Linked DNA regions of Scatophagus argus: region 2 is linked to region 1. A link is a contact called in public Hi-C data. All regions are on one chromosome and are shown on one strand. The core of a region is the stretch at or near the end of the contact, and the rest is flanking DNA. Distances in the headings are between cores, read along the strand shown.

What was found. A called contact is a pair of places that touch in the nucleus more often than the background predicts.
Region 2: a contact with region 1 is called in a Hi-C map of muscle, with 3 times the contacts expected there. The contact joins the promoter of mdh2 here to the promoter of trmt11 in region 1. A contact is called at or near these places in 2 of 2 Hi-C or Micro-C datasets (both in muscle).

Annotation. Positions count from the first base shown.
Region 1 is chr9:8,589,876-8,592,535 of fScaArg1.pri, reverse strand. trmt11 (tRNA (guanine(10)-N2)-methyltransferase homolog) reads right to left here and starts at 1,339. Exons shown (of 13, transcript XM_046400406.1): 1 at 1,187-1,339; 2 at 287-352; 3 at 96-169. The coding sequence starts at 1,261. It overlaps si:dkey-29b11.3 (actin-binding Rho-activating protein-like), which reads left to right and starts at 1,458. Exons shown (of 2, transcript XM_046400408.1): 1 at 1,458-1,927; 2 at 2,368-2,660. The coding sequence starts at 2,376.
Region 2 is chr9:8,729,888-8,732,547 of fScaArg1.pri, reverse strand. It overlaps mdh2 (malate dehydrogenase, mitochondrial), which reads left to right and starts at 1,345. Exons shown (of 1, transcript XM_046399096.1): 1 at 1,345-2,660. The coding sequence starts at 1,472. The coding sequence ends at 2,485. It overlaps LOC124064528 (E3 ubiquitin-protein ligase rnf146-like), which reads right to left and starts at 1,306. Exons shown (of 3, transcript XM_046399095.1): 1 at 1,154-1,306; 2 at 430-489; 3 at 1-101. The coding sequence starts at 89.

The sequences.
Region 1 (2,660 bases), core at 90-2,589:
GATGCAACATGAGCCACAGCAATATGTGCAACATGGTAATTCCATCATTACAGGCATAGTGCCATTATTTACATTTCCAACGCTAAAATATTTACTTTGCACAGATGGATCTGGACATGATGCTGTGGACATCCTCCTCGGATAACCCATCCAGACACCAGAAAGGAGACTAGGGAGAAGAAAGAGGAGTGACTGTGGGGGAATCTGGCCAATAAGACACAAACGTTCCAATGTGGCAGCTGTCAAATCATCAAAAAAGGACAAAAAAAAAATCTGATTTCCAAACCTTTTCTTTGAACTTTTCACAAGGCTGGAATGCTTTTCCTCTGAGAGCCAGCAAAGCCTTAATCTCCTGCAAGTTGAGTACAAAAATCACAAATGTTCTACTATGAATTACAACCTATCAGGAAACCTTTATACATACAGACAGATTACAGGAATAAATGAGTAAATTAGTGTTGCATATCTTATTGTCAAGTATGGATCAAGTTCTAAAAAATGCTATATCATACAGTTTAGACACTGCAAAGCAATAGTGTCATTTTGTTAAGCACTGCCTGGTAAATGACCTCAACTTTCAAACTCCTAACTAAACTCCTAACTCCTAGTCCACACTGCAGGCAGTTATAAATGTGAAGTCTCAAGGATTCTATTTTCTGCTTTTCCTGGATAAATTCTTTGAAATGCAGCGGAGTTCATCTAAACACAAATAAACTAAAACTGGGCATATTTTTCCTTATGTGAAAATGTGCATTGCTGCAGATTAAATCTACAGTGTCCACTTGTTGACGTGTGTTAACAAGCATATTGGTCCTACTCGCACAGTAAGAGCTGCAGATGAGTATACATTTATGATTAGGAAAAAGCTAAAGATAAGACAAGTATGAATTACCAGTTAATCACCATGTCGGTAAGAGATCACAGAGGGAGAGAGGGTAGAGAAAATGCGTTTATGTGTTATAATTATGGGAGAAAATATCGAGAACTTCTCATGTGAAACCAAAGCCTACATCTGATCACCCGCTACAGTAACGTGAGGTTTTTACCGTTTGAATTAGCAAGTGGCTAACGTAACGCTCCATCTGAGGAGGAACTGCTGTCTGTCAGACTCTGATCTTTTCACAGAAAACATTAACATTCACAATAAAGGCTTGACAGAAACTGTGAGCGGGCTGAAGAAGGTTACCGGCAACCTGAAGTCCAGATTATCTTGGGCGAGATGTAGTAGATACTGTAAGCATGATCGACTGTGCGCCGCCATTGTTGCAGATTCAAAACAAGTCCGGTTAGAAACACCGGGCTCTGACAGTACCGGGCAGCAGTATCGCCTGGTCACCAAATTACCATAGATGGAAAAGAATGAAGCATTTTTCTTTCAGTATATTGCCTGAAATATAATTGATCAGTGTGTTATTTTCTGTGCGCAATATATACATATCTACAAGCGGACAACCGGTGTTACCACTAGCTGTTGTTAGTTTGATGTTTTTAATATCATTTGGTGACATAGTCCAATTTAAGTGGCTATATCGTTTGCCGGTTTGCCGTTTGTTTTTCATCAAAACAATAACATATCATGTATAAGCAACTTTTAACTATGAATCAATCACTATTCTGCATTTGCGTGCCTGGATAAACTCCTCTCCCGATTGTAATCTGCTTTACTTCAGAGGCACCTTGTCTCCCTGTCTGATCGGTCATTGGCTCCCCGGATGGTCTCTAACAAGCCACTGGCCGAGACAGATGTCCATCAGAGTCTTTTTTTCTCTCTAGAGACAGAAACGCATCCGCACTCTTGCTACTGTCAGCGGTGTTGCAGTATTGTTAAAAGGAACTACAGTGTTACAGTGTGACCACGGGACTTTGCTCTGTAGCAACAATGAAACATTATAGCAGGCCAAGTGAAGATCGAGTCCGTGTGTAAAATGTAAGTTGTATCACGTTTGTCAATTTTCTGAAAGGTTGTAAACTTAAGTTATTTGGCAAAGCAGGATGCTCACCTCTTCCAGTTTTGTTGATAAACTGACTGATTTTGTATAAATAACATTTTTACTTTTCCTTGTTGTCCAGGCTGTATTTGCTAATTATTGCTAATTAACTCTTAATTATTGGAGACCATAGAGTCACATACAGATATATAGAGCTGAATCACAAAAACCCAATGAATAGGCTGCATAACAGGACAGCTATAATCAGGTGGAATATGAATATAATATAATATGGAATATAATATCTGACTTTTATAATGCTTATTTATTTAAATCTTATTTATTTGATTTTGAGTAGTTGATTAAATAATAAAGCAATAAACAGCTAAGACCACAACGTTGTATATGACCTATTGAAGCCATGTAATGTTTTCAGCAGAACGAGCCATGGGGACGAACAGCGAGAGGAAAACAGTGATGGAACCTGAAGATGACGTTCCAGCCGCTGCTCAGTCGAGTGACGACACTGCAGTGTGTATGGCTTCTGTGAAAGGCCTAAAGGAGAACTGGCAGAAGTGGTCCAACGAGCACCAGGAGTACCAAAGGCAAAACCCCTTCAGTCACGACACCAGGCTGAGTGTGGTGGTCCCTCAGAGGGGGCAGGATGACTACGGGAGGCCCCTGCAGGGCTCCATGACGGAGCAGCGGGGGAAGGATGCTCACACACACATC
Region 2 (2,660 bases), core at 96-2,595, 140 kb before region 1:
CTGTTCCCACTTCCACCACCATTGTTGCTGCCTTTTTTACTGGATGGAAGTGAGCTCACAGAGTGGTCTACCTCCCCACAACTAGCCATCCTTAGGAAATGCTGAGGAAAGGGAACAATTGTAAATAGAGTTAAAGTGAGCATGTTAGGATTATTTTTACTTTTATCAATAGTACTCATTTTGAAAGAGAAAACCGTATTCAAAATGATTATTACTGGGATGGTTACTTTTACATGAAGAATAAAAATTCTGTTAAATACACAATTGTCAATAAAAATACCATAATAATATTCTACTGCTGGTGTCACTGTCAGTAAATAAGACAGTCCCAAGATAAAGACAAAATAAAAATCACAAATATTAATAGTATACTGTATACGCTGCCTGCAACTTGAAAAAAGGTTGACTAACTTAATATCTGATACTTACTGGAAGTACCCTTAATGCTGATGTACCATTAGGAGGGCTGATGGACCTTAAAATTTGCCGCTGCCAAAAGGAAAAGAACAGTCGGTGAAAATGTCTGTTCTACATAAGATGCACAAAATCAAAACGTTTTTTCATTAGAAATTATGCGACAACCAAACTTTGAGACAAAGTTGCACTTTGTGTCTAATGTTGTAATGTTAAAAAGGAATAGCAAGTTATCGTTCACTTAACCATGGCTGAAAGGTAAGGGTTTACTGTGCAACAAAGGGCTGCTCTGTCAACTGCTTGACGACAAGCACTGAACTATGAGAGCTAACTGTTGCAAGTTTGAGTTACCCCAGCTGGCCTTATGACAGGGCTAGTGATAAGCGCAGCTAATGTTAGTAGAGTAAAAAAAAACAGCTAGCGATGTAAAATACAACTGGTGAGTCAATAAAAAAACTAGTTCAGCTAACGTCAGATACTTAGTAGCTAGTACAAAGCAATCAGTTTTTGTTTTATGTTATCTTTAAACATGCAAACATAAGCCGAATAGTACAAAGAGATTTCTCGACTAACAAGGCGATCATAACAATAAGACCTGTTGTAGCTAACGCCAGTTAGGCTTATGGCAGCACTCTGACTCCAGCAAATAGACGGCGCTAGCTTATTTTAGCAGCGCGACATAAACAGCAAGGAGAAGCATTTTCTCTCGACAGAGAAAATGCAGCGACTGCGTGCCTACCGTAATATTGGATTTTGCTCTGCTGGTCTGGTGTACAGTTGCAGCTCGTGTAACGGCACTGATTTCCAGCGCTAATTTACGGACTTTAAACGTTAACTGGCTTTTGTTTTCCTACGAAAAAGGCTGAAATAAAGACGAGGACGTAACAGTACGCGCTGACGCAATATGACGTATATATCGCACGACCCATATTCTCGACGCATGACAGTTTAAGCTCTTCCTGTTCGCTGGTGGCTAGAGGACGTTGGTGTCACAGAGGAGAGGGGCTCTTCGGGTATTTCTGATTTTATTACAGTAAAAAGAAGTCACTGAAACAAAATGTTTTCCCGTGCCGTGAGACCTACAGTTAACCTCGCTCGGAGCCTGTCCACCTCAACGCAGAGCAACGCTAAGGTGGCGGTCCTTGGAGCGTCAGGCGGCATAGGCCAGCCGCTATCTCTGCTTCTCAAGAATAGTCCCCTGGTGAGTCACCTCTCCCTCTATGATATTGCCCACACACCCGGTGTGGCTGCAGACCTGAGCCACATCGAGACGAAGGCCCAGGTGACCGGCCACATGGGTCCCGATCAGCTGGATGCCGCTCTGCAGGGTTGTGACGTCGTGGTCATCCCCGCCGGTGTGCCCAGAAAACCTGGCATGACTCGTGATGATCTCTTCAACACCAACGCCACCATTGTAGCCACCTTGGCCGATGCCTGTGCCCGCACCTGCCCTGAGGCTATGATCTGCATCATCGCAAATCCTGTCAACTCTACCATCCCTATTACATCAGAGGTCATGAAGAAGCATGGAGTGTACAACCCCAACAGAGTGTTTGGTGTCACAACCCTGGACATTGTCAGAGCAAACACCTTCGTGGCAGAGCTCAAAGGCCTTGACCCAGCTCGTGTCAATGTACCAGTCATTGGAGGTCATGCTGGGAAGACCATCATTCCGCTCATTTCCCAGTGCACACCAAAAGTTGAGTTCCCTGCTGACCAGCTGTCTGCTCTGACAGCCAGGATCCAGGATGCTGGCACAGAGGTGGTGCAGGCCAAGGCTGGAGCTGGATCTGCTACGCTCTCCATGGCCTATGCTGGCGCCCGCTTTACCTTCTCTGTCCTGGATGCCATGAATGGAAAGGAGGGTGTGGTGGAGTGCGCCTTTGTCAGGTCTGAGGAGACAGAGTGCAAGTACTTCTCCACGCCACTTCTCCTGGGGAAGAACGGCATTGAGAAGAACCTTGGGCTGGGAAAGCTTTCTGCCTTTGAGGAGAAGCTGGTGGCTGATGCCATGAGTGAGCTGAAGGCTTCTATTAAGAAGGGCGAGGATTTTGTTGTTAAAATGAAGTGAACAGGGAGCATTTAGTTAGTTGAAAGCAAACAACAGCTGTGATTGATAATTGGTTCCGTCTTAACTTAAAAGGCATCTGGGTAAACTTCAGTATCTGTCAGTGTTTCCTCTTTTGTTTTCGTTAGCAGTAGGGGTCATCTAGATTCAGAAATCATGGTTTTAACCATGGTCATCT